7 separate regions of the Mus musculus genome follow, and regions 2, 3, 4, 5, 6 and 7 are each linked to region 1. Evidence: chromatin contacts called from public HiCAR-type, HiChIP or PLAC-seq and promoter capture Hi-C data. All regions are on one chromosome and are shown on one strand. The core of a region is the stretch at or near the end of the contact, and the rest is flanking DNA. Distances in the headings are between cores, read along the strand shown.

Region 1 (3,966 bases), core at 857-3,356:
AGGCCTAAGGAAGGCTGGAGGGGCCAGAGGAGGGGCTGCCTCTGTGCCTGCTGTGTGGAAGTTCCCAGCTTCTCCCCTAAGCTCAGCCAGGGCCCCTTGTTGCCTTGGAGACCACTAGTCACGTTCAAGGCCTTGGGCTGAGCAGCTAGAATTCCATGTCGTGAAGAGGAGGAAAGTTCACCTAAGCAGAGCCAGCAAAAGCGTCCTCCCTCCTACCCCCAATGGGGACGTTGAAGCCAGGACAGGACCCAAACAAAGCACCCCACCCCGACTCCAAACCTGAACCTGAAAAATCCTCTCCTGCACCTTCTTTTTCTCCGTCCCCTTTCCCTTTTCCTCATTGCTCATGATCTGCCTCCAAGGTTTTTCTGGGTTAAATAAAATCACAAATGTTTATCTTACTTTAATTTTTTTTTTTTATGATTGTGTGTGTGCGCTCACGCACGCGCGCTCTCGCTTGCGTAACCTTTGCAGGCATGCTTCTTGTGAAGGTTAGAAGGTATCAGATCCCCATCAACTGGAGTTCTGGGTGACTGTAAGCCACTACGTGGGTGCTGGGAACCGAATCCTCTATAAGAGCAGCAAGCGCTCTTAATCACAGAGACACCTCTCCAGCCCCTGGGTCTCTTGTAGCTCAGGCTGGTGTGAGCTCTCTGAAGTTGCGAGTGACCTTACCCTCCTCATCCCCCTGCCTTCAATTACTGCGATCACAAGTGTGCATCCCATGCCTGATATATGTTCTTATATTGATATTAAAGTCACTTCCTTACCTGGCCGTTGTTGTTGTTGCTTAAGCCTGATAATAGTGGCCTACGTAAAGCCTAGTAGACAGAGGCTGAGGCAGGAGGATCCCTGAAAGTTTGAGGCCACGTGGGATACATAAACTAAGAACTGAGGGTACAACATCTCTGTGATCTTAAAGGTTTTTTTATTTTTAAGAAAATTTTTTATTTAAAAAATATATTTATTTTATGTGCTTTGGTGTTTTGATGTATATCAGTGGGGGGGGGGTGTTAAATCCCCTAGAGGTGGGGTTACAGACATTTATGAGCATTATGTGGGTGCTGGGAATTGAACCCAGGTCCTCTGAAAGAGCAGCCTGTGCTTTTAACCATGGAGCCATTTCTCCAACTCCAAGAAAATATTTTACTTTAAAAACGTGTTTATCGGGCTGGGCATGGTGGCGCACGCCTTTAATCCCAGCACTTGGGAGGCAGAGGCAGGTGGATCTCTGAGTTCGAGGCCAGCCTGGTCTACAAAGTGAGTTCTAGGACAGCCAAGGCTACACAGAGAAACCCTGTCTCGAAAAACAAACAAACAAACAAACAAACAAACAAAACCCGTGTTTATCGTGTGTGAATTAATATATGTACAATCTGTGTATAGGGGTGCACATGTGGAGATTGAACAATAACTTTGTAGAATTGGTTTTATGTGGGTTCTGGGATTGAATTCAGGCTTTGGGGAAATGTTTTTACCCATTGGGTTATCTTGTGTGCCCCTTTTTGTGTGCATGAATGTCTTCTCTCTCTCTCTCTCTGTGTGTGTGTGTGTGTGTGTGTGTGTGTGTGTGTGTGTGTGTGTGTGTGTACCACGTATATGCAGTGCTCACAGAGATCAGAAGAGGGTATTGGATCCCCTGGAACTGGAAATAAACAGGGTTTTGAGCCATCGTATTGGTTCTGGGAGTCAAACCCAGGTCTTACATAAAGGTAGCCCATGCTCCTAACCATTGAGCCACCTCTAGTCCCATCCCCTTAATTTTAAACGCACGTTCATAATTGCAATAGCCTTCAAAGGATTTGAGCCATCAGCACTCGCACCTTTTGGGCTTGCACGTCTAGGATGGCAGGTTGGGGGACCCGTTGCCTTTTGGGAAGGATGATGACGTGGGTTTTGGCTGCAGCTAAGGGAAGCCCTGGCCCCATTGAGGCTCTGGGGGGCAGCCACACCTCTGTGGGGGAGGAGAGGGAGGCTGCCCTGAAGGGGAGTGGACAGCCCCGCTGCCAGTCTTCCCAGGCTTAGAGTGTAAGATGAGAAGGAGAAGGTGGGCCTCACCCAGGAGGGGAGGGCGCCCAGAAACTTCCTGCGGCTCTCAGCTCCACCACAGACTGAGCGCAAGGTCAGTTTGGAGCGGGTGGCAGACTGCCTGGGGGCGGGAGACCCTCCTCGGGGCTGGGCGGAGGCCTTTAAGCACCTCGCCATATTGAAAGGCCACGCTGAGCCGTCTTTGTCTGCAGAGTCCTCCCAAGAACTTTCAGCTATATCCTGGTGTCTGGGGCAAGGGAGAAGCGATCGGAGCTCGTGGGACCCCAACTTGGAGCCGGGACACTGGCGATTCCAGTTTGGACTGAACTTTGAGCCTCGGGAATGAGCGTGCTTCAGTTCATGTAAGCATCCTGGAAAACTGCTTGCTACAACTCCGAGGGGGTTGGGGAAGCCAACTTGGACTTGTTTCCTGAAGAGAAAATTGTAGGGAGGAGACACTCTGTGCGAGCAGAGTTGCTAGGACTGTCCACCGCCCCCTCCCCAAGACTAGCAGCCAAGTGTCTGGGCTTTTTGCCCCCACTCGAGCGTCCACGCTGGAGATCTTAAAGACTCTCGAAAAAAGCCACGTAGGGGGATGGTTCCCCTGGGGCTTCCTTCCGTCTCCCGATTGCCTGATCCTCTGGAGTGTCCCCGACGTCTGCAAAGATGTCGATCTGGACGTGTTAGTGGAGGCCTTAAGGCCTGTGGGCACCTTTAAGAAAATCGGAAAGGTGTTCCGCAAAGAAGAGGACTCCACGGTGGGGATGCTGCAGATTGGGGAGGATGTTGACTATCTGCTCATCCCCCGGGAGGTCCGCCTGGCTGGGGGCGTGTGGAGAGTCATCTCCAAGCCTGCAACGAAGGAAGCTGAGTTTCGGGAGCGGCTAATCCAGTTTTTGCAGGAGGAGGGCCGCACCCTGGAAGATGTGGCCCGTATCATCGAAAAGAGCACTCCACACCCACCCCAACCCCGCAAAAGAACCAAGGAGCTGAGAGTGAGGAGAGTCCCGCAGATGGTCACTCCTCCACTTCGGCTGGTTGTAGGTACCTATGACAGCAGCAATGGCAGCGACAGTGAGTTGAGTGACTTCGATACCTCCAAAGTCAAAGGCAACAGGAGCTCCTCCGGGAGGACCAGGAAGGTGCGCAAAATGCCGGTCAGTTACTTGGGCAGCAAATTCCTGGGCAGCGATGTGGAGAGTGAGGATGATCAGGAGCTGGTGGAGGCCTTCCTCCGCCGTGGGGAGAAGCCCAGCGCGCCTCCTCCACGACGCCGAGTCAATCTTCCAGTGCCCATGTTTGAGAACAACCTGGGGCCCCAGCCATCCAAGGCCGACAGATGGAGGGAGTATGTTAGCCAGGTGTCCTGGGGGAAGCTGAAACAGAGGGTGAAGGGCTGGGCACCCAGATCAGGCTCCGAGGTGGGCCAGACCCAGCAGGCCTCCACAGCAGCTGAGAGGGCTGGAGAAATGAGACACAGCCAAGCCAGCTCGGACGATGATAGCTCCAGAAACACAGGAGACCGGAGTGACCAGATGCTGGGTACTAGACGCTGGAAGCCCAAGATCAAGTGGGTTTCCCTGAGACGATGCAGGAAGGAGCAGGTGCCACCCTTCGCTCAGGGAACAGGCATGCCAGCTGAGGAGCACCCAGAGGCTGCAGAGAACCAGGGGGCAGAGGCTGCAGCTAACCAGAGGGCAGAGCCTCTAGCTAGTCCAAGGGCAGAGGCTGCAGCTAGTCCAAGGGCAGAGACTGCAGCTGATCCAAGAGTAGAGGCTGTTGCTAGTCCAAGAGCAGAGGCTGCAGCTAGTCCAAGGGCAGAGGCTGTAGCTGATCCAAGAGCAGAGGCTGCAGCTAGTCCAAGGGCAGAGGCTGCAGCTAGTCCAAGGACTGAGGCTGCAGCTAGTCTCAGGGCAGAGGCTGTTGCTAGTCCCAGGG
Region 2 (3,667 bases), core at 383-2,882, 2.7 Mb after region 1:
CCAGATCTTGATCTGCTTTAAAAAAAGAGAAAAAAGAAAAAGAAAAAAAAAATGTGTACTTTATCCTGAAGGCCAAAGTATGAGCATTAAAACTTTTCAAGCATAAGCTAGGATTAGAAGTAGACTGTCATCCCAGCACTTGGGAGGCTGAAGCAGAAGGGCCACCATCGGCCCTAGCTTCATAGGAAGACCCTGACCAAAGTCACAAAGCAAAGATTTAGAGCAGAGATGGGAACCAGAGAGGCTCCACATGTGACTGGAAGCTCAACAGTCTCTCACGCCACTGCCACCCAATAATCAACAGAAACTTACAGGAGCCAGTCCCAAGGACCAGAGGCTAGGACGTCCCTGCAGACCCCGCTGGTGTATTCACCACAGCAGGGATAAACCAGCAATTTCCTGAGCTGTGTGCACCCAAGGTCTGGTTGGAAATGCCAGAAAGACTCAGTCAGAAAAGGTGGGTTCTACCTCATCACTTGAGTGTATCTGTCCCCCTCCTTTGAGACCCTACAGCCCCTCATCCCGACTTCTGTCACTTCCCGAGTCTGTTTACGCTACCATCTCCTCTCCCACTCCCCTCACTGCAGGGACATGACTGGAGACATCTTTATAGCCATAAGGCTGGCCCTCTCGCCCAAGTCCTCCATTAACCACTGGGGAAATAAAGACCCAAAGGAAGAAAACTTGTCCAAGGTCACATCCAGTCAGCTACATGCACCCCTCCCAGTCGGTACTCCTCACCCCTGAGCTGCCTCCTACACGGCAGTGACATCCCAGTGGGTGGGTCGACAGCACCTTGCTTCCACTCCATCAATTCCAGCAGAAGCCTGCACGGTGCCTGAGTGAACTGCTATGCTCTGAGGTCTCAGTTTATTTGAGGTGGTAATGGGTTGGGAGGCAAACGCGCCTGGATCAATTATTTCTCTATTTATTTGATCAGCTTGGGCTAAAACAGCGCCCATCTCAGCCCAGACCACCCACAGTCAGCTTTTTCCTAGAACGGACACCAAAACTAACCTGGGTGACCTTCTACAAGCGCCTTCGTCTTGTCGTCCCTCGGATCCTTGTCTGTGAAATGGGTCGGTCGGCCTCCGCAGCCCATGCCCTCTACCCACCACAATTACCGTATTTGCCCTGAGCTTGAAAACTCTCAATTAACCAACCACTGCCCCCGATCTCGGGCACTGCGGAGCGGACCAGGAACACCAGCCCTCTCTAGAAACAGTGCTGGAGGCTGGAACCACACAGTCGAGGACCGAGTCTGCGCCCCTCCGCGCCACCCTCTCCTCCGCTCGAGCAAGGAGTCCGCTGGACGCCCGGCGCGAGCCTGCAGGAGACCCGGCGCGCAACAGGGCCGGGTTCCCGCCACCGTCCGGCCTCCTGGGCGGCCGGGCGCCGCCAGGGCCCAATATTCAAGGTCCCTCTGGGGCATGGAGCCCCCGGTGCACCGGGTTCCTCCAAAAAGGACAAGACACTCCCTGCAGGGGTGCCCCCCGCTGGGGAAGAGCCCCCTCAGGCACCTCTCGGCCTCCGTACCTGACCAGAGCTGCCTCCCCCGGCCGCCACCACGGCGCTGCCGGCCCCGTCCGCCTCCTGCGCCGCCGCCATCTTCCTGCTCCGGGTCCCCGCCCCCGCCGCCAGCCCCGCCCCGTCCCCGACGGCGCCAGCGCGATCGCGCGAGATTTTACGCTTAACCCGTCCCCACCAGGCTTCCGTATCAGAATGGAGCGCCTCAAGCCACGCCCTCTTGAAGGACCAACTAGGCCACCGTACTCGACGTCCGCCCCTTTCACCGCAATTTGGTTGTTTTGGTCTAGCAGGGAGTGACTTCTCCGAGTGCTTGAACTTTCTATAGCAGGAAATGCTCTTTTCATGGGTTCTACTTGTTACACTCGGCCAAGGTGGATGGTTATTTTTTTGATTGTATGGTCTTCCCAAGCAATTCCACCGCAGTTCGGATGGCCGTTTCTTCTCGGGTTTTACAAAGTCGATGGTTTCGGAGCTTTTCCGGCCACCGTAGCGATTCGCTAGAGCCACGCCCCTCTTGAAGAGAAAACCCCTCTCTGGCTGCGGATTTTCGACCTAAGGGGTGGTCATTACTTTGTTCTTTTCGCTTCTGATGCGATTTCCTTGTCTTAAGCTTTCGTCATCAACCCTCGGAGACTGTAGTTCATCCTTAGGCCGTATCTGCTTTCTTACGGACACCACACCTGGAAATGGGACCCTAGTCACTTTTTTCAAATAAAGACTCGTTTATTTGTTTTATGTACACGAGCACTGTATCTTTATGTCAGCAGAGGGCATCAGATCACCTTATAGATGGTTGTGAGCCACCGTGTGGTTGCTCGGAAGTAAACTCGGGACCTCTGGAAGAGCAGATATGCTCTTAGCCGCTGAGCCACCTTCATCCCGGACCTTAGCCGCTTTTAGGCCGCTTAGTTTAGCACTCGTCTTCCATTAGGGGTCTGTGCTTTCTTGCAAACCTCGAATCTTTAAACACAAAGACAGGATCTCATTCTGTAGCCCAGGCCGGCCTCAACTCCTGATCCTCCTGCCTCAGCCTCCAGAATACTGGGATTAAAACATAACATACATGAGAGTAATAATCCTATTTTCTCCTTTTGTTTGTTCGTTTTGATGGGTAAAGGGAAAGGTCTTGAAATGAAGCCCTGGCTGTGGCAAGCATAGAACTTGCGGCATCTTCTAGCCTCATCCTCAGGAGTGCTAGGAGTGCTATCGGGGATTACAGGTTATGTCTCAGCACATTAAACAAGTGAGAGACCAATTCCTTTGGGTTCAGACTCCATCTCAGAGAATCTGACTTAAGATTGAACTCAAGTAAACTAACAGGCCGGTACCTAGCACTAGTTCTAGGCTACACCGCAACAAGAGCTTGAATAAAAAGATCCTAATGCAATTGCTTTGGATTTGGCTCCTTGGTGGTCTTTTTGGGGTTCACGAACGTTTGTTTCATGGCACAGCACAAGAACACCATGATTTTACATTAGATACAAAATCTCTCAAATTGTTAGCTACAAAGTTAGTGAATTATATCAGTTACAAAAAGTTCTCAAATTTTATAGTAACTAAAAAGTCAAAGATTGTTAGACCACAATCAAGGACTGGGAGTGTTGGTGCTCGACTTTAGTCTCAGCACTGAGAAGGCAGAAGCCAGTGAATCTCTAACTTCACCTGTTTCAATAAGCAATTATAAGATACCCAACAGGAAGACTGAGAACTGAACACTGATCCTCTGGAAACAAGCCCCCTTAATTGGTGAGAGTGTCTATATCCCTACTAAAACACTCTTTAAAAAAAAATAGCCGGGTGTGCTGGCTCACACCTTTAATCCCAGCACTTGAGAGGCAGAGGCAGGCAGATTTCTGAGTTCGAGGCCAGCCTGGTCTACAAAGTGAGTTCCAGGACAGCCAGGGCTATACAGAGAAACCCTGACTCAAAAAAAAAAAAAAATTCATTATTTTATGTCTTCATGTATGGATGTGCACCATATATGTGCCTAGTGTCCTTGAAAGCCAGAAGAGGGCGCCAGGTCCCTGGAGCTGGAGTTACAGACTATTGTGAGTGGCCATGTAGTCCTGGAAATGGAACTCGGGTGCTCCAGAACAGCTAAGCCATCTCAGCTCCAACTAAAAATCTCCTTAACATA
Region 3 (4,079 bases), core at 1,263-3,762, 2.1 Mb after region 1:
ATGTAAAGTGAAAAAAAAATTTTAAAAAGATTTATTTATTTATTATATGTAAGTACACTGTAGCTGTCTTCAGGCACCCCAGAAGAGGACACCAGATCTCACTACAAATGGTTGTGAGCCACCATGTGGTTGCTGGGATTTGAACTCAGGACCTTCATTAGAGCAGTGAATGCTCTTAACCACTGAGCCATCTCTCCAGCCTCGAAAAAATAATTTTTAAAAATGTGTTTCATGTCCTACAATAAATATCTCTAAACTCTAAAACTGTCCCTTCAGATCCTCACATTGTGATTTCCTTCTTAGAAAACTTAGACCTCACGCATGCATCCCACTGAGACCTGGAACCCTAAATTGACACCTATACGCAATGAGTAGCACGACGACTCCAGGCTTTAAAATTAATTCTCAAAGACCCAAGCCGTGCCCACTCCAGAGCCTATTTTCCTGCTTTGATGGTCTCCACTGATACTGAAAAGCCCCAACCCTGTCAAATTAGACCTCTGACCCTCCGAACGTAACCCCTGGAACCCCAAACTAAGATTTCCAGATCTCCCGTCTTCAGCTTCCAAAAGCCGAGCCTCGAACAGGAGACCCCATGTCTCAAACGCCACTAATAACTTTCCAGAAACCCAGCCTGGATTCCCTCAAACACAAAGTCTACCCTCAAACCGGTCTCGAGCTCTGGGGTCCCTCTCCATCCGACCTAGAGCTCCCTAGGGGGTCACGGCCGCAGGGTGTGACTCTGACGACTCCTCACCATCTCCCCGCTACCTCAAGCCAGCTAGAGCCAGGGCGTCTGCCGCCCCACACCCGTTGGTCACCAGCACTCACCTCAAGATTTGCAATATGGCGTTAAGCCTCGACTTCTGCTTTGGCACTGGGCTCACGCTTCGACAGTCTGAAGGCTCCGGCAGCGGCTCGCGCGGCTCCCGCGGCTCGCGGGGTCCCAGGGATGCAGACCGCGTGCCTCCCGACGCGCAGACCGAGCGAAGAATGGCAGGGCGCGAGGCTGTGGCGCGAAGGCACCAGAGCGCCTGAGGCGAGGCCACGCCCCCTCCACGTTCCCGCCACGCGGTGCCAGGCACGAGCAGAGGAGCGTTGGAAAAGGGCAGTGCGGCGAGTGCGCACGCGCACCCGGGGCAGGGCACGGGCCACAGCTCCGACACGTGCTCCCGCTCCCGCGCTCGCAGCATCAGCCAATCAGCTCTTGCTCCATTACCCGCCCTTTCCTCAGGCCACGCCCTCTGTTTTGCCCCGCCCCCTGACCTATTTACCTCAGACCCCAGCAGGATTTGCCAGGTGTCCGCAAGCGCGAGGTGTCTGTACTCCCCCTGCTGGCCCTCCTGTGTCCCCATCCGACCCTTTCGCTTTAGGGCGCATCTGCTTAAAGACCACTGTGTGTCAAGTACCTTGTTCAGGCGGCTAACTTCGCCACCTTTCCCTGAAACGAGGCTTTGTAGACCCCATGGAAATGCCAGTTCCTGTAGCTGCAAACAAAGTAACCTTTAGTGTCTGAGTGTGGATCCAGTCTTGCTATATAGCCCAGGCTTGCCTACTACTTGTAACCGTTTTGTCTCAGGTCTGTCTGGAACGCAAGGAATGCACTACCTTGTAACTCAGGTTACAAACTACACAATTTATTTTTAAAAAGCATTTTAGTTTTAACTAGGTATACATGTTGGGGGGGTGGGGGGGAGGAATACTGCACGCAGGTGTCCCCAGATGCCAGAGGCATCAGATGCCCCTAGAGCTGGAGTTTTAGACAGGGGCTTCTAGGGGCATCTTCAGGGGCAAATGCAAATTCTCTGCAAGAGCGATGTCTTCCTAACCTCTGAGTAGTCTTTCCAGCTTCATCTTTATTTTTTGACACAGCGTCTCATACCCTTGACCAGGCTAGTCTCAAACTCACAGAGGTACACTAACCTCGGCGTCCAAAATGGTGCGATTAAAAGTGTGTGCCACCACGGCAGATTCAAACCGTACATTTTGGAAATGCTGCCAAGATTCCTGCCCTTCTGGAGGCTCTGTTCTACCTGTGATGTGAACATAGTGCCTGGGCTTTTCCTCACTTCGATATCTTGTTTTCTTTATTTGCCAATTAGGAGGTGGTGGTAGGCAAGTGTGGGGAGTGAGATGAAGGTGAGAAATGGGAGAGAAAGTTTGGGAAAACTCATATATTATTAATTATTTGTCAACTAACATGATAAATCAATAAAGTTGTTCTTCCTAAACTCTTCATCCCTCGCTAACGTCCCTTTGAAGTAGCCTCGATTCTCTTTTCAAGGGCCTCGGGCCAAAATGGAGGCGGCTGGACTCTATTTCCCAGATACCCTCGCGGGAGAATTTTCTGCGCCTGCGTATTTTAGTGTGCCCTTAGCCTCCTGGTAATTAGAGTTTCTGTCTCTCAGCCCGCCTAGTTTGTTTCCTACTCCACCTCCAAGTTACCGTATTGCATCTTGGGAGCTGTAGTCCATGGCCGCCCGTACTCTAATTCCCAGTGGGCTTCGGGGCCAGAACCCGGAAGGGGAGGCTGGAGAGGAGCGAGTGGGGGAAACCCGCGTAGTCGGGAGAGCTGCAGCGCGGGGAGATGGTGAGAGCCCCAAGCTGGGTCCTGCGGGTGCTTGAGAGTATGAGCGGGGTGTTCAGGACTTGGGTTCGAGAGGAAGCAAACTGAGGCTAAAGAAAGGGCTGGGTGTGGGGAGATCACTGTGGGTGGGGATTGAGAGGAACGGGAGCCCGAGGAAGTAGAAGAATGGGGGCTAGGGAGGGGTCTTGGAGGTGGAGAGAGTCGAGCTTTGGAATCAGCTATCAAGGGGATTGGGAGCTGGAGGAGTGAGGCGCGGAGTTGGAGTCCTGGCTGAATAGATCAGAGACCCTGAGTGGGTAATTTCGAGGGAGGTTAGTTAGCCTGGTTATATGGAAAGGCATAGGAGTCCGGGATAAATGAGTGAAGGGAGAGGCTAACCACGGATGCATTGGGTTGGGTTGCGGGATTGCGAGGTGGGGCGGCAAGGCCAGTTGAAGAGATGGGAGGTAGAAGTCATCGATGGTCCAGGTTAGCTTCTAGGACCAGGAGGCGTTGTAGGGTGCGTGAGTTAGGAGCGTGGCTGTCAATATCGTGTCTTAATCTAACCAAAAACTACCAATAAACTGGACAGCCACAGAACTCTGGGTTGATATGACCAGATGGGGTCCATAGAGACAACCTTTAGCACCCTTCTAGCCCCGGTCGTATCTAGATATAGTGGTTTGTGTGGGCAGTCCAGCTTTCAGGTTCCTTATTCTCTTTTGTGACCTGCACAGGTCTCTCTGTAACCCTCTTGTGACCTTATATGTATGGTGAGAACAAGCAGGCCATTCTGAAGATAGCTAAAGGGAGGTTCCATAAAAATTGATATTTTTGTTAGGAAAGTTAAGTCCCAGCGTCAAAGCTGTTGGTGGAAAGCTCCCGTCCCAGGAATGTTGACTGGATTCAAGTTGTTAAAAGATTTCCTATTCTTCAGTCCAGCCCCCCAGACATTTTCTCAAAACCTGACAATAGCCTATGTACACCACAGTTTATGCAGGGGACACCCCCGTCCCCAGCCCTACCCCTTTATTGCTAGCATCTTTTTCTAAGAAATGCCCAGGTTCGGTTTCAGCTGTGTGTGTATTAACTCACTGGATTCAGGCGGTGCCTTAAGTGTAGATCTTCATTTCACAGGAAGCAAGTAGAGGCACGGAGAGTTTAAGCAATCTTCTCCATGTCAGCCAACATTAAATGGTAAATGTACAATTGCAATTTGGGTCAGAATCTGCTTTGGTGGAGACACCCGGCCAGAACAACTGTCAGATAGGATTTAAGTCTTTTCTGTGACCTGAGCTTGGAAATCTGTCCAGCTATTAAATGAGATCCATAACCTTGGTAGGCTAGAGAGTTTAGGGAGATAATGTTTGGAAAGTGCTTAGACTAAGTGCATATAGTACACATGTGTTGTCTTGGGACTTGCTGTGTAGCTCAGGCTGGCCTCTTAACTCTTGAACTTCCCGCCTCAGGAGCCAGAGTGCTGAGGTTTATCACTACTGGTGCCCAGATATTA
Region 4 (3,886 bases), core at 298-2,797, 2.2 Mb after region 1:
GGAGGCCAGCCTCAGGTACATGAGACCTATATCAAAACAAACCATAGGTAGACTAGGAGTGAAGCTAATGTTTTCCCAGTACTTGGAAGGCTGAGGCAGAAGGATCACAAGTCTGAGGCAACTTGGGCTACTTAGTTTTTTGCTAGACTGGACAACAGAGAGGAATACATCAAAAAACAAAACAAAACAAACAAACAAAAACCCAGAGCCAGAGGTCTGGCTGTGGTGACACTTAACTCCAGCAGTCCTGAGGCAGAGGCAGGAGGCTCTACTGAGTTGGAGACTAGTCTGGACTATATATCAAGTTCCAGGACAGCCAAGGTTACATAGTGAGACCCAATCTTTAAAAAGAAAGAAAGGAAGGAAGAAAGAAAAGAAGAGAGAAAGAGAGAAGAGAAGAGAAGAGAAGAGAAGAGAAGAGAAGAGAAAAAGAGAAGAAGAAGAAGAAGAAGAAGAAGAAGAAGAAGAAGAAGAAGAAGAAGAAGAAGAAGAAGAAGAAGAAGAAGAAGAAGAAGAAGAAGAAGAAGAAAAAAAAACTAACATAGGTAGGGATGGAGTCACTGGCCTGTAACTCCAGATTTTGGGAAATGGAGACAGAGCATGAAGGTAAGGAGTTCAAAACTGGCCTAGGCTATATAAGACCCTGATTCAAACAACAACAAAAAACCCAGGTATGGCAGAGCGGGCGCAGGGTAGGGTGTGGGCTGGGCTGGACTATAGAGTAATGTCTTCACTCAAAAATACAAGACAACAAAACAAAGCAAAATGAACCCCGTGGTCTGGGTCATGACTTGGGAAAGGCGGCCCCATCTTTAAATCCATTGTCAGTTTCTGTACCCCCTCCTTCCCTCCTAGTTCCCCAGTTTCCGAGCCTGCTCTGACTGACACCGCCAGCTGGTCCCGGGTTTCACAACTGGGTCTCTGTCAAAATACGGACTGGATAACGCCTTCCTGAGAGAGGAGGATTGTAGGAGCTAATAGCTTCTGTGGATGAAGTGGATTGGAAGGTTAGGGCGGGGCTAATGACTTGAGGGCGGGCTCTAAATTCTGAGGGCGGGGCTAACTCTACTAGAGCGTCTGGTCCAAGGTTCCAGTCCTGAGATGTTCAAGGGGGTGTGGCTATTTGCTCTAGGGGCGGGATTAGAACTTTTGTTGTTTCTAGATTTAGGGGGTGGAGCTAAGAGCCCTGGGGGCGTGTCTAGCTCTAATAAACAAGGAGCGGGGATCCGGCTAGGATACAGGCGCAGGTTATAGAATAACCTGTCATATTTAAGGTTTCAATGTCAAGTTCTGGTCGTGCGAGGGGACTTATGGGAAATCAGATAAAAGATTTAGAGGAGGCTTTCGGGAATAGGAGTGTCTTCTTTCACCCCATCCTCCTTCCAGAGCTGAGGGGCGACGCTTCAGGATGAAAAGCAGGAAGGACCCTGCCCCTTCAAACCCGTCCGCATCCTTATTGGCGGAGGAGCCTGCGCGACAGACTCTCATTGGTTCCTAACGGGAGAGGAGGGTGTAGAGAGAATACACTCAGGTTTGTGGGAGGGACCAGACAGTACCTAGGGGGACCCCGACGCAGCCAATCCTGACCTGAAGACTGTTGCGGGGGTTGGGGGAACGGACAGAGCAGTCTCTCGACACCCTTACAGGGCATCCTAGGGGATGACCCCTGTGCCAGGCTCAGAGCCGGCCGCCTGATGCTGGGTGGGCCGTGCTGGGGATGCTGGAACGAAGGGCGTTGCTATGGCAACGGGAGGCAGGGCCTGGGGGGGGGACCGGGCCCGAGCTGGGGCTGCGGGGGCCGGCGGTGGCTGTGGTGGGGCAATGGCGGAGCGCGGCCCGGCCTTCTGCGGCCTCTACGACACGTCCTCTCTGCTGCAATACTGCAACGGTGAGAGCCCCCTTCCTAGTTCAGACCCTGGCCCCGCCCAGGGTGGACCTACCTCCTCCTGCCCCAACCCTTTTCTTCCAAGTCCTTATCTCCTCCCTTGTGAGAGATTCTCCCTTTCTCCTCATCAACAGGATTCTGACCCCAAAACAAGGTCCTTTATCCCCAAAGTCACGATCCTGCTCCCCCTATCCCAACAAACACCTGCTCCGAAGGTGTCCAGACAGAGGGAAGGGTAAAGATCGTAGAGGAGCCTGTGAGGGAGAGGGCAGACCTGGGGTTGGGGTAGGGAGTCAGCTCGATGTGGAACTCTTTCTGCCCCCTACCTCCTCAGCCCCTTCCCCGGGACCCTTCCCTGTCTTTGGGCATAGCAGGGGGAAATGCTGAATTGAGGGCTGGGCTTGGGAATAGTAAAACAGCAGAAGACTTTCTGTACACTGCACTGTCTTCAGCTTTGCCTCTGCCCCCTCTCCCCACCCCAGGTAGAATCCTCTTCTCCCCTAGACAAATGTGTATGGCGCCAGTAGGGCCATTTTAGTACGAGGGGAGCTGGGCTGGAGGAGTGGAGAGGTAAAGAGACGCGGAGAGTGGACACTGGTCTCTAGGCCAGGAAAACGTCCAGGAGGAAGCCAAGAGCTTGAGTCATGGGGTGGGACCATCAGGCCAAGCAAGGCCTCAGATGAAAGCTGACGACCGTTCAGGGTCAATGTGCCCCCATGTCAATCAGGGGGCCTTGCCAAAGGATCATCTCAGAGTTTGGAGGTCACTCCCTTGGGCACACAAACACTTTGCTAGGGACCCCTAGAGTTGGCAAAGGAACTAGAATGTTATTTAATCCCCCATCTACCTTCTAAAGGTTAAGGACCACAGGGTGTCTCAGGCTAGGCCAAGTATGGGTTCTGGTCCTGAAAGAAAAGCTGTGTCCGAATCAAGTGGCTGGGATCTTCTGGATGACAGTCCTTGATGAGGCCTCTACAGCCATCAGAGTAGAGGGTGGGGGTGGGATAGCTGCCATATTTATTGGTTCATCTTATTTTGGATTTATTAAGCTCATATCATGATGTGGGAAACATGTTAAGTGTGGGGCCTAGCTCTTGTATTTCCAACGGTAACATTATTTACCGGAGGTAGAAAAGGGCTCAAAATAAGGTGGGTTGCTGGCTCCCCTACCCCCTACTGGCTGTGCAGTCCTTGGCTTATCTCTAAACTCCCTGACACCGTCTTCTTCACAGGACCCTGGGACTTCCCGATAGAGGTCTCAAGTCTCTGCAATCTTCTCCCTCCGACCTCGAGAGCCCCCCTCCCCCCTCCTTCTGCAGGTCCAGACACCGAACCTGCGGAGCACTGGGTGGGTGGGGGTAGAGGACGGGGTGGCAGGACAAGGCAGGCGATTGGATCACGGAGGGAGAGGGAGGGGGTGGAACAGGAGGCTGCAGTGCGTGAGTCCAGCGGGCAGGCGCGGCTGGCTTAGTGACGGACACAGGACTCGGGATGGCAAGTGAGACCTCCGAGCCCGCTAGCTGTTCCTGCTACCATCTTTACTTGACACGGGCTGGAAGCCAGGGTCTCCTAGATTGTCTCAGCAATGAGTCTGGGTAGGAGTGGTCTGGAAGGGAGGTGGAGGAGGGCCACTTAGAATCCCCCACCCCCGTGGGAGGAAGGACGGGAAAGGAAAATGATGAGGGAGTCATTTAAAACTGAATCAATAGACGGAAGAGAAGGAAAAGAGCTAAATCTGAGGTGGGGCTATAGAGGCAACATAAAGTGGGACCAGAGGACAGAAACTCCCTGTGGGGAAAGCGATCGGGTGTCATCTCTGTCCTGTAATCCCCATGTCGGCCGCCAGGGGTCATAGAAGCTCTGTCCTTAGGGCTTCTTGGCGGGGCGAACCCGTTGGAGAGGAGAACGAGGGGAAGGGATGAACAGGACTGGACCTTTTGAGCTTGAAAAGTCTTGGATACAGCGAGCGAATGTTGGTACCCGTGACAGAATATTGTCGTT
Region 5 (3,951 bases), core at 715-3,214, 2.9 Mb after region 1:
ACCATGTGGTAGGTTGCTCTCCTTCAGTGCTGGCCTGCTTCTTCCTCAGAGTCTCCTCAGTGTCTCCCTGATGTTTTACATCTGCATCCCACCCCCCTCCATTTCTCCTTTATCTCTTACTATTTCCCAGAATCCTCTCGTCCTGTCAGTGTCCCACCCCCTATTTCCTGCCCCAGCTCATTGGCCACTGGTTTTTTTATTGACAGGTGATGTTTATAAGAGATTTTTCTCTATAGGTGTTTGCACTACGGTGCCCATAGAAGCCAAAAGGGAGGGATGAAATTCCTCTGAATTTGAGATACAGAGGACTGTGAATCACCATGTGGGTGCTGAGAACCAAACCCAGGTCTTCTACAAGAGTAGCCAGTGCTCTCTCCAGCCCCTTATCTTACTTTAATAATAACAATGTTATCGTTATATCTAAATATTTATACATTATAATATAATTCAGCATACTATATTTAAATATTATTAATGTAATTAAATGTTTATATTACAAAATCTATTATAATGCACAATGATAATTTTGCCTTGTAATAATCATATAGTATTTATAATTCATTATTATTATTATTGTTATTATTATTATTATTAGTAGTAGTAGAGACACTAAACATCACCTCAGTACATTCACCAGGCTGGTCTGGAACTCAGAGATCTGCTTGCCTCTGCCTCCTAAATTCTGCGATTAAGGGTGAGCACCATCACACTGGGCTTCAGGTACCACTTACATATGCAGAAATGGAGGCATAGAAGAATTTGCTAGGGGGATCACGCAGGCATAAGACGACAAGATACGGTGGGGTTTGAATCCGAGCCATTCAATAGTCACTCTGCTAGGCCCTATGTGAGACTCTCTCCTTTAGCCCAATACACAGTAGGCCCTCAACATTAGGGAATACAGTATCAGGCATTTCTGAATACTTGAGAAGTCTGATAATGACTTCAGAGTGAAGTTCTGGGAACCCAGGACCCGTCATGGTGACCCTAGGGTACCCCTGTACGGGGCTCCACCTGTCTCTGCCTCCCCTATTGGGGTTAAAGGCATGAGCCACCACCTCCCTGTTTTGGTTTGGTTTGGTTTGGTTTTTTGGTTCCAGTCACTCTGAGCTCACTCTGAGCGCCCAGCCTGACTTGCTGCTGGTCAACCACTGAAACAATGGGAATAGCACAGGGCTCCGAATTAGGTTGTGTGAGGACCAAGGGTCTATCCTCAGCACCCTGTGTGCTCAGGGGTAGACTCCTGTGCTACAATTCCCCAGTGAGGCTTCAGTCTCCAACTCAGCGAAAGGAAAATGAACTAATAAATCAACTCTGAGTCAGTCACGATTAACTTGCTGGAGAGAGTGTGGCCACTAGGGTTAAGGTTCCTGGCATGAGTCACCCAGACTTTTTCTCAGTGTACGAGTCATTTATTTTACAATAATAAAACATCTTTTGCGCGCGTGCGTGCGTGTGTGTGCGCGCGCGCGCGCGTGTGTGTGTGTGTGTGTGCGCGTGCGCAAGCGTGCGCGAAGTGGAGCAAATCCGGTTCTCATTCCCGAGTCTAGGCTACGTTGGAACTCAAGGCAACCCTCCTACCTCATCCTCCCCTGTACTCCGGTGGCCGGTGTGAGTCACCACGCCCTATTTTCTGGAATCTCTGCTCCAGAATCCAGACCTAGGACTTTGGGCCGGGAAGAAGGGATCGGGTGGCCTGGGAGGGCCTCTCGAGGTGCGCACAGGCCGGGGCGCGGGGCGCGGGGCGCGGGGCGCGGGGCGCGGGGCTACTTACCCGCTTTCCGGAGTGCATAGCAGAACAGCAGCAGCAGCCATGACAGCGGGGAGCGGGTGGCTCGGGCGAGTTGAGCCATGTGGTTCCGGTCCGATCCAGCTCTTTGTAGTCCAGTTAGTAACGGCCAAGCGCCTTATCTCTCCGAAACCCTGAAGTCAAGTGCTGGAATCTCAGCTAAGCGGGTGCCGCCTAGGGACGGCCCATTGAGGGCGGTCCCCTGCTGGGCAGGCGCACACAGCCAAGCACGTCTGCCGGGCTGGTTGATGAGTGAACGACCCTGACGATTAGTGTTCTGTAAACCTGTCATCCCAGCACCTGAGTCGGGTGGGGAGGATGGAGGCAAGAGGATCATCAGAATTGAAAGCGGGTTTAAGGCCAGCCTGGGCCACGTGAGATCATCCCGGATTTTTTTTTTAATTAAAAATAATGGGGGGCAGGGGGCTAGGCTTCAAATGTCTTTAATCACAGCACTTTGGAAGGCAGGCAGATCTGTGAGTTCTGTGTCAGCCGGGTCCACCGTAGACAAATCCAGCCTCGTCTGAGTTACACAGTGAAACTGTTTAAAAAAAGAAATAAGGTCTCATGAAGCACATTCTAGGTCAGTGGTTCTCAATCTTCCCAGTGCGCGATACTTTTTTTCTTTGTTTGTTTTTGTTTCTGTGTGTTTGTTTTCGAGACAGGGTTTTACTGTCCTGGAACTCACTTTGTAGACAAGGCTGGCCTCGAACTCAGAAATCAGCCTGCCTCTGCCTCCCAAGTGCTGGGATTAAAGGCGTGTGCCACCATGCCCGGATTCTTTAATACAGTTCTTCATGCTGTGGTGACCCCTAATCATAAAATCATTTTCATTGCTACTTATAACTGTAATTTTGCTACTGTTATGAATCATAATGTGAATATGGGACATGTAAATATCATAATGTAAATATGACATGTGGGATATCTGATATGGTTCCCCAAAGGGGTTGAAGCTCGCAGGTTGAGAACGATTGTTCTAGACTACCCTTGAACTCCTGATCTTCCTCCCAACACCTTGGAATGCAGCAATGCCGGGCCTGTGCTCCCCAACCTTCACCTCCTCCCCCCCCAGTTCCTGCTCTCGGTTAATTCTGAATGGGAATCTGAGGGGCAAGTCTTCTGGAAATCTCTGGAGTTTCTTGAGTCCTGTGGCATTTCCACACTGAGAGCCTGTAACCATTCTGTTCCTTCTCTGACCATGCTGTCATGACTGTGGGCTTCCCCTTCTCCCAGATCTCCCCATTGCTGTGGTATAAACTGGCAGGTCACTAAACCACCTCCCACACACACCCGAAAAGGGAAAAAGTTCTGTGCCCTTCTCTCTCCCTCCCTGTTTCTGCCCTGTGAATACAGCGTCTCTAGTCCTTTCCCATAACACACACACACACACACACACACACACACACACACACACACACACACACAGAGCTTGTTAGCTTCCTGAAGTGAAAGAAAACAAACGGTGGAAAAGTCGGATTCCTGGGGAAGCTGACACCAACCTTTACATTTTTCTTATTAACTTTTTTTTTTTTTTGCTGTTCTTTAATGTCTGTTTTCAATTTTGATAGATTCTAAACTGCTATGTATGTATGTGTGTATGTATGTATGTGTATGCCTGGATGTGTATGTATGAGTTAGTGTATTTATGTAGTGTGTGTTTCTAGTATAAGTGTGCATGTGTGTGTGTATGTAGTATGTGTGTGAGTGTGCTTATGTATGTAGTGTGTATATGAGTGTGCACATATATGAAGTGTGTGTGCTTGAATATATGTGTTTGTACTGTGTGTGTATGTATGTATGTATGTATGTATGTATGTAGTATGCATGAGTGTATGCACGTGTAGTGTATATGAAGTGTATGTGAGGGTGCATGAGTGTGCCTATGTATGTAGTGTTTGCCTGATGTGTATGTGTGCAGTGTGTATGTGTGTGTGAATGAAGTTTCTGTGTATGAATGCATGCACGTGTGTAGTGTGAGTGTGCACATGATGCCTATGCATGCCTTGATACCTGTGTGAAGGTCAGGGGACAATCCTCAGGAGTCGATTCTTGCCGCTACAATGTGGGCTCTGAGAATCTGTCTCAAGTTATGAAGCCTGTAAGCAAAATGCCTGAGGCGCGGTGAAGCCCCTGCTTTCCTAATTCACAGTGTTACTTTC
Region 6 (4,025 bases), core at 1,227-3,726, 2.6 Mb after region 1:
GTAGACCAGGCTGGCCTCGAAATCAGAAATCCACCTGCCTCTGCCTCCTGAGTGCTGGGATTAAAGGCCCACATCACCACTGCCCAGCTCAGATCTGGGGACTTGACTCAGGGGTAGAGCATCTGCCTGACACTAGCCCTTTCCTGGCTTTCATTCTCAGCACCTCATAGGGAATATCCAAACTATCTATGGCCCTGAAAACTATAGTAAAGAAACTGGCCTTCTCCCACAGCCACGGGATTCTGAGCAAGAGAGAAACGGGGCCAGGTTTACATTCACAGAGACCTCTCGAGTCTGCTGAATGGGTTTCTAGAGACAAGATGAAGGCAAAGGGAACAGAGAGACTGGGTAGCAACACTGTAGTTAATAGGATGTCTACAGGAATGTCATCTAAAAGAACTGAGCCAGGTAAGCAATTGTCATTTCATGCTGGGGACAGTCCCAAAACCAAGCTGTATCTGTGATGGCAGATATGGAAAAGACCAGCAAAGATGTCCAAGAAAGCCATCCAGGGGCCTCAAGGACTTTTTGGTCAAAGCATGGAGTTTGGTTTATCTTTTCCTTTGCTTTTCTCCTAAAGCAATGGACGTTATCAAACAAGAGAGGGGACAGGTCAGATACCACTGATGAGTCTTGATGGCGCTACTGCTAGATGCCAAGTCAAGCTGCAAGAATGGCTGAGTTGTTCTGGGCACTGGGAACACATTGATGGAGGAGCAGAGAATGTTCCAGAGGCCTGACTCCTGAAATGTTCAGAGAGCTAGAGAGTCTTTTGTCTTTGACACCAGTGCACCGGGACTGCACCAGACACAGCAGACTGAGGCAAACAGAAGCCCTCACGTTTACACCAACCACTATGCTGAAGAAATGACTATGGCTGAGCATGGTAACAACACACACCTGTAAACACAGGCAGGAAGAGTATGAGTCTGAGGCCTGCCTAGGTTACCTAAAAAGACCATCTACCTAACAAGAGACGGGGTAAGGGCAGCTCAGGTGGTGCACTGCACGGCCCAGACTTCTATCTCCAACACCATAGAAAAATGGCCACAGTGGAAGGGGGTGTGGGGGAAGACGACTAGGATTGTGAGGAAAAAGAGCTCTTGCCTTGACACACCTCCAAGCCCAGGGCCCTTCCCTCTGGAGCCCGCCCGCCCCACACTCAAGTCTGCTCACTCACAATCTTCTCATAGTACTCCCGACGCCGCTCCGCCCTCTTCTTGTAGTCCACCATCATGCCTCGAAGTTTCCGCTCATGCTTCCGAGCCTCGTGCCACATGGTGCTGAGGCTTCTGCCTGAGGGAGGAGGGCACCAGACATGTCAAAGGGACTATAAAGACCACGTGGGTAGAGTTACAGTCCTCTGACATGTTGGGGTTGATCCTGATGGACTAAATTCCAAGTCCCATGGCTTCAGGGGAGAGAGAGACCCTGCTGCAGACCAGGACGCTGAGTGCACAAAAGGACTCCTAACAGTCCTGTGGCAGTAGCTCCAGAACTATGAGAAAGCTCTCTGTGACCTAGGTAAGATCTTCTCCTGGGAAAAAAAATCCTCCTAGATTCTGCTCGCTAAAGTCCATATGAAAGACTATAGAGTAGATAGCCTTTGGAAGGCTGATGCAGAACTGTCTTGAGTTCAAGGCCAGCCTTGGTTACACTGTCCAGTGTAACCTAAATATGGAGATCCTACTTTAATTAAAAAAAAAATGGCTGGGAGTGATGGTGCATGCCTTGAATCTCAGCAGTGGGAAGGCAGGACAGGCAGATGTCTGAGTATGGAGCCAGCCTGGTTTATGTACTAAGTTCCAGGCTAGCCAAGGCTACATAGTGAGATGCTGTCTGGAAAAATAAAAATGGAATTTTTGAAATAAAAGGAATGTCTGAAACCGATCCGTAGCTGCCAGGGCTGGGCTCACAAGAACCCCTAAGATCCCTCTGCAGGAACCATGCATGGTACGGGAGGGGGGTGCAGCAGTGTTGTAAGGTAGGTTAGTGGAGAGAGGCAACAGCACAGCCCAGACACGCTTGGGGAGGGGGGTGAGGCCAGGTGAAGGGCGTGGACAGAGGATGAAGATGGTCAGGCGGCTGAGCTCTAAAGGAGGGACGTGAAGCCGGCCAGGCAGGCTAAAAAGAGAGAGTGCGGCCCTGGGCCGGAGCGATGGGTGAAAGACAGGGACGGAGCTGCGTCTGGGGACCAGGGTCCGTGCCGAACCCCAAAGCCCGGATTCGGGCCTGAGGAGGGGCGAGGGGCGCAGCCTGAGGCCTGTCAGGGCGGAAGCAGGCGGGGCCGCCGTCGGGGCCCGGCGGACACCCACGGTGATCTCCGGAGCGCCTCGGACAAGGATGAGGTCGACTGCCACCGCTCGGAAGCCGGGAGGTCGGGGTCGGATGCCTGCACTCACCGGCCAGTCGCCGCCTCCCACTGCTGCGCTCGCGCGCGCTCACGACCCACACCGGAAGCGGAAGTGAGAGGTTGAGCGAAGGAGAGAGGCGGCGCTGCACAAAAGGCACTTCCGCGGTCGAGAGGAAGGGCTCTGGGATGTGGGCGTGGCTCTCGCGATTATGGGCGGGGCCTGCAGGGTGGCACCATCTGGGACCTGTCCTAAAAGTGAGAGCTTAAGTAGAGGAACCCAGAATTCCAGACACGTTTTGTTGTTGTTTTTAAAGATTTATTTCTTTTAGGGGCTGGAGTGGTGACAATCGATTGAGAACTGGAAGCTCTCGCCAAGGTCCTGAGTTTAATTGCCCGCACTCACATAGGGCTCACAACCAGTCTCTTTTTTTTTTTTTTTTTTTTTAAAGATTTATTTATTTATTATATGTAAGTACACTGTAGCTGTCTTCAGACATTCCAGAAGAGGGAGTCAGATCTCATTACAGATGGTTGTGAGCCACCATGTGGTTGCTGGGATTTGAACTCTGGACCTTCGGAAGAGCAGTCGGGTGCTCTTACCCACTGAGCCATCTCACCAGCCCAACAACCAGTCTCTTAACTGTAGTCCTATGGGATCCAGTGCCCTATTCTGATGTGCATACATGCCGAGAAAACACCCATATGCATAAAATACAAAAATAGAAAAGTCTTTTTAAAAGATTTATATTGCCGGACAGTGGTGGCACACGCCTTTTAATCCCAGCACTTGGGAGGCAGAGGCAGGTAGATTTCTGAGTTCGAGGCCAGCCTGGTCTACAAAGTGAGTTCCAGGACAGCCAGGGCTACACAGAGAAACCCTGTCTCGGAAAAAAAATATTATGTGTATGCCTGAAGGTGTATGTTTCTCTGAGATGTATACACACACATATATATTATATAATTTTATTTAATCCTATATGTACATATATATGTATACATATATGTACGTGTATATGTATATATAAATATATATGTATACACACAGACATATATGTGGGATTAATAAAAATTATCTGTAGGTTGTGTTCAGTTAATTCAACAATAGCAGGCTAGGAACAGAAAGGCCAAGAACTCAGTAGATCAGTAGATGCTCGGGCTACAAGGCTGGATGCCTCAGCTGGTCTTCAGTATACACTAGAACCACAGAGAAGGCTCTAACGCCAGTGAAGGAATGGACTTGCTAGCAAGACGATGGCAAGCAGGCAAATACCTAAAGCTTCCTTCTTCCACATCCCTATATACAATCCAGCAGAAATCGTGGCCCAGATTAGAGCTGGATTAAAAGTGTGTCTTCCCATCTCAAGATCCAGATTAGAAATTGAGCTTCCAGGGGCTGGAGAAATGGCTCGGCGGTTAAGAGCACTGACTCTTCTTCTGGAGGTCCTGAGTTCAATTCCCAGCAACCACATGGTGGCTCACAACCATCTGTAATGGAATCCAATGCCTTTTTCTGGTATGTCTGAAGACAGCGACAGTGTACTCACATACATAAAATAAATAAAATCTTTTTTAAAAAGTAAGTGGATCTTCCTACTTCAATTTAAGCAAAAATCTCTCACATGCATGCCCCCCCCCCCATTTTTGGGTTTTAGTTCCAGATGTAGCCAGGTTG
Region 7 (3,815 bases), core at 826-3,325, 2.8 Mb after region 1:
AGTCACCACAGGTCTAGGAAATAGGAAGCACTTTGGGGAGCTTGCCCAGCCTGGCTATTGGGTTGCTGGCTTTCAAAGGCTTTCAAGGGACGGGAGTGGAACCTTGGGAGAGTGTCCTTTTCGGTTTCCCCGTTCGCAGGCTGGGAAGGGGAACAAGGTTTGCTCTGGGGTTCTGTGGAATCTGCTATGAGGTACCACACGGGTGGATTCTAAGAATTCACTCAGAGGGACAGGTACAGATCTCATCTATCTGGGAGGTCAAGGCCAATGACCTCAAAGGAGGTGACGAAAGAAAAAACGAGGCCAAAAGTGACAGGCATTCTCCCTACGATCCTTCTGATCCCCGTTCTGAGCAAACTCTCCAGAAACTCCCCGCTCCCCATCCCAGAGTGTGTAGTTAGGAAGAAACAGCCAGGTCACCTGCTAGGGGCGGGGCGAGGTCAGCACACCTGTTTACACCTCACCCCATCCCCCACCCCCACCCCCTGGCCTCGCAGAGCCCCAAGTCCCCTCCAGGGCTGGGGGGTGGGGAAAGGGGAGCGAGTCTTAGAGAGGAGGCTCCTCCCATTTACCTCTCCAAGTGCTTCGAGGACAAAGGCGTGACCAAAGGAGAGATAAGGTCCCGAAACCAGGAGTTGGGACTCTTAGCGCTCCAGCCCCGCCCCGCCCCTCCCAAACTAGGTGAAAGCGATACCGGAAAACTTCCCCAGGGACGTTGCCACTCACAAGGAAAGGGGGAAGGGGAGGAAAACTGCAAACCTCCCGGGCTCTGACTCTACCTGGGACACAGCCGACTAAGTTCCCAATTTCAGGCTACGTCTTTAAGCCTTTGATTATATTTGGGGGCAGAGGGGTAAAGGTCAGAGTCCCTTGATCATTAAATTCCATTGCCTACAGCTAAATCCGAACCTGCCAAGATAGTGCCTCTGGACCCTAACTGCACCTGGACCCCAGCGAGCAGAGCTCTTTGCCCACAGTTAAACCCAAGACCCACAAGTTTGAACCCCTTTTCTCCAATTCTATCTAGACCCGGGTTAGGCTCGCCTTCTGAGATCCTGGAGGCAGAACCTCTTAATTTTCCCAGAACCCAGGGGTCAGTGTCTGTAAACTCCCTGAGGCTTGCACTCCAGACTCACACCCTTCCTGCCCCTGAGTGCCCCCAACTCTCATCATTGGTTTGCCAAGGGCTCCCAAAGACCGAACTCATCCCCCCCCCAACACACACTCGTCTTGGGAACCTCGACTGTGGGTCCCCTCGCGCCCAATTCTCCCCGGGCCTCGGATGCCCAACCCAACAAGAAGGAAAAGAAAAAAAAGGGGGGGGGGTGTCGTCCCTCCTCACCATCACGACCCTCCAGCTAGTGTGAGTGGGGGGAACATTCTCCACATTCCTGAGGGGGGAGAGCAGAGACGGAAATCCAGATTCCGGATAAGTGATCAGCACAGGATGGGGAGGATTTAACCCTTTCCACGCCGAGGGAGGTGGAGGGGGTCAGAAACCCGGGTTAGAATGGACACTTGTGATTACGCGAGGTGCAGAGAGGGAGGTTAGGAGACTCGGAGAGAGAGCCCGGTGTGTTGCGAGAATCTCGATCAGTAGGGCCAACCTAGAAGGGGGCACGAGGGAAAGGGGCCTCGGGGAGCTGGGAGTGAGGTGGGGGACGATGCCCCGTTCCCTCCCTTCTGAGGACTGACGAAGGCATCCGCGCGTTTTCACCTGTTTCCTGAAGCAGGAGCAGTAGCAGCGGCAACAACGGCAGCGTCGGTGACAATCTGGACGGCGGGAGGACTGCGGCCCGGGCCATGGGGGGCCCGGGGAGGGACTGGGCCCGGGCAGGGGGTGCCTAGGGACCACTCTTCGTGTACCGATCGGCTGGGAGGGCAGTCAGGGGTCTGAAGTGTCCGGCTCCAGGCCGGCTTCCGCCGCTCACGGCTCCCCGGATCAGTTCGTTCGGCCCAGCTTTCCCTCGCCTGGCTCTCAGGATCCGCGCCCCCCGGCCCCTCGCTTAGCTCCAGCGGGCCGGACTCATGACGTCACAGGCCCCGCCCCTCTTCGCCAAGCCGATCCTAGGGCTCAGGCTCCGCCCCTCTCAGGGCTAAGACCCCGCCCATCCCGCGTCCCACACCTGTCTGGCCCCACGATTCTATCTCCGCCTTCTCCTGGAATTAACTATTTGACCACGCCCACTCGACATGGAGCCACGCCCACACACAACCCGGGAAGACCCACTGCGCCCCCTACTGGTCACTCTAATGAGACGCGGTCACACCCCCTTCTAAACTTCCGGTCGCCTCCCACCAGGAGAAGCCATGCCTTCTCGCCCAGACCACGCCCCACTGCCCTCTGGTTAGCCTGAGTATGTGGGCTCTCATAGGGCCTCCCTTCCTGAGGCACCGCCCCTTGGTGAGGCCACACCCCTGTCCCAGCCTTTCTCCTAGTCCTGCTGCTGTGGTAGGTCGGGGTCACTTCTTAGTGGACCCCATTTCTTTCTGATCTCTGCCCTGGGTTCTCGTGTCGCCGCATCATTTCTTTCCAGATTTCTCCTCTTTCTCTACCTCTGAGTCTCCCTCCGCATCCCCATGTTTCTCTGTGGCTCTGCTCTGGTGTTTCTTTGTCTGTCCATGTGCCTATGTCACTTAGTCCCCGTGTCTCGTTGCATTCCTTTGACTGTGTGCGTCTCTCTTTGCGTCCCTGTCACTTTCTGTTTCTTGTCTCATAGTTTTTTTCTGTGTCACTCTTAATATTCCTGTCCCTGCATCTGGCCTCTGCGTCCCTCCCACCCAGTATCCTTTTTTTATATCGCAGCCTTCCGCGAGGGGGCAGCATAAACCAACCCAGCAGGCCGAACCCCGCTGGGTGGGGCTGGACCAGTCAGTCTGTCCTCTGGCCCTACCAGTCCCTTCCGGTTGTCCTTGTCCCACTTTCTCTATCTCACCAGAATCCTGTGGTCTTTGTGGCTGGTTTTGAGGCGGCCCTTTTGTCTCTTCGTAGACGCTCCACCCTCCCCACCCCCACCCGCCTTTTCACATTCCCAGGGCCGCCGAGTGGAGCTAATGAGAAGGTCCACTTGTTGGGGATGGGGGAGGGGAACAGGTACTCCGCTGCTGAAGTACCTGACAGCCAAATCCTCCCCAAGGGCCAGGCATTTGGGGGTTTCTTGTGAGAGAGCCACCTGGGCTGGGGTAGGGCCCCTTCTCCACCGGCCACATACATGAAGCCCCTCTCCCATGTGGCAAGGCCCAAGGAGTGGACCCTGGCTCTGACCAACTTGCTTTCCACTCTTGTTAATGCTCCTATTTGTTTGCTTGCTGATTATTTTGTGTGTGTGCAGGCCGTGCTGACTTCTGAAGGGCAAATAACAACTTGCTTTGAGTTGGAAGCAGCAAGTGGGTGCCGGGGCCCCAACTCACGTAGCCAAGTTTGGTGGCACAACCTTTGAAGCCATTCCACCCACCTTGGTTTTGTTTTATGAGATGGCATCTCCTGTCGTCCTGGCTAACCAGCCAGGGATTGTAGGCATGCACTGACTCCAAGTTGAGCTAGCTCTCTCCTTTCTGAGCTGTTGCCACACCCCTTTAACAACATTGTTGATAAAGGGTTTTAGCTTTGTCTGCCCACCAGGCCCTCGTGTAAGTCTTCTCCCAAGCAGTCCCCGATCAAGCCGTGGAGAAGGAAGGGGAACTGAGTCATGGGAAGGGAAAGTGGCTTGGTGCCAAAGGTCAGGGTTATGAAAAGAGGCAGGTCCACAATGGACACTATTCAAAATTCTTTTGTTGCTCACAAGAATCTTAGGAAGGGGGTCGGGTTGGTGCTG

What was found. Promoter capture Hi-C pulls out the DNA fragments that hold promoters and counts their contacts. HiCAR-type assays count read pairs that join an accessible place to other places. HiChIP or PLAC-seq counts read pairs in DNA pulled down with a chosen protein or histone mark.
Region 2: a contact with region 1 is called in a HiCAR-type map of astrocytes, with 4 times the contacts expected there. The contact joins the promoter of Clptm1 here to the promoter of Ccdc8 in region 1. A contact is called at or near these places in 1 of 39 promoter capture datasets (hippocampal neurons) and 2 of 115 datasets of contacts at active chromatin or transcription factors (astrocytes and embryonic forebrain).
Region 3: a contact with region 1 is called in an H3K27ac HiChIP or PLAC-seq map of embryonic stem cells, with 11 times the contacts expected there. The contact joins the promoter of Fbxo46 here to the promoter of Ccdc8 in region 1. A contact is called at or near these places in 1 of 39 promoter capture datasets (embryonic stem cells), 1 of 115 datasets of contacts at active chromatin or transcription factors (embryonic stem cells) and 1 of 9 other capture datasets (embryonic stem cells).
Region 4: a contact with region 1 is called in an H3K4me3 HiChIP or PLAC-seq map of embryonic stem cells, with 15 times the contacts expected there. The contact joins the promoter of Eml2 here to the promoter of Ccdc8 in region 1. A contact is called at or near these places in 1 of 39 promoter capture datasets (embryonic stem cells) and 1 of 115 datasets of contacts at active chromatin or transcription factors (embryonic stem cells).
Region 5: a contact with region 1 is called in a promoter capture Hi-C map of embryonic stem cells, with 7 times the contacts expected there. The contact joins the promoter of Pvr here to the promoter of Ccdc8 in region 1. A contact is called at or near these places in 2 of 39 promoter capture datasets (embryonic stem cells and liver) and 1 of 9 other capture datasets (liver).
Region 6: a contact with region 1 is called in an H3K27ac HiChIP or PLAC-seq map of embryonic stem cells, with 8 times the contacts expected there. The contact joins the promoter of Clasrp here to the promoter of Ccdc8 in region 1. A contact is called at or near these places in 1 of 39 promoter capture datasets (cranial neural crest) and 1 of 115 datasets of contacts at active chromatin or transcription factors (embryonic stem cells).
Region 7: a HiCAR-type map of astrocytes shows a contact between it and region 1, with 4 times the contacts expected there. The contact joins the promoter of Nectin2 here to the promoter of Ccdc8 in region 1. A contact is called at or near these places in 2 of 115 datasets of contacts at active chromatin or transcription factors (astrocytes and embryonic forebrain).

The regions. Positions count from the first base shown.
Region 1 is chr7:16,991,796-16,995,761 of GRCm38.p6, forward strand. Ccdc8 (coiled-coil domain containing 8) reads left to right here and starts at 2,107. Exons shown (of 1, transcript NM_001101535.2): 1 at 2,107-3,966. The coding sequence starts at 2,793.
Region 2 is chr7:19,663,398-19,667,064 of GRCm38.p6, forward strand. Clptm1 (cleft lip and palate associated transmembrane protein 1) reads right to left here and starts at 1,633. Exons shown (of 14, transcript NM_019649.2): 1 at 1,537-1,633. The coding sequence starts at 1,608.
Region 3 is chr7:19,117,347-19,121,425 of GRCm38.p6, forward strand. It overlaps Fbxo46 (F-box protein 46), which reads left to right and starts at 2,513. Exons shown (of 2, transcript NM_175530.3): 1 at 2,513-2,590. Bhmg1 (basic helix-loop-helix and HMG-box containing 1) reads right to left here and starts at 998. Exons shown (of 13, transcript NM_001370811.1): 1 at 832-998.
Region 4 is chr7:19,174,874-19,178,759 of GRCm38.p6, forward strand. It overlaps Eml2 (echinoderm microtubule associated protein like 2), which reads left to right and starts at 1,548. Exons shown (of 22, transcript NM_001347582.1): 1 at 1,548-1,888. The coding sequence starts at 1,741.
Region 5 is chr7:19,919,179-19,923,129 of GRCm38.p6, forward strand. It overlaps Pvr (poliovirus receptor), which reads right to left and starts at 1,965. Exons shown (of 8, transcript NM_027514.2): 1 at 1,775-1,965. The coding sequence starts at 1,853.
Region 6 is chr7:19,602,010-19,606,034 of GRCm38.p6, forward strand. Clasrp (CLK4-associating serine/arginine rich protein) reads right to left here and starts at 2,477. Exons shown (of 21, transcript NM_016680.5): 1 at 2,403-2,477; 2 at 1,181-1,296. The coding sequence starts at 1,279.
Region 7 is chr7:19,747,498-19,751,312 of GRCm38.p6, forward strand. Nectin2 (nectin cell adhesion molecule 2) reads right to left here and starts at 2,076. Exons shown (of 9, transcript NM_008990.3): 1 at 1,718-2,076. The coding sequence starts at 1,805. Gm34744 (a long non-coding RNA gene) reads left to right here and starts at 2,073. Exons shown (of 3, transcript XR_881878.3): 1 at 2,073-2,452.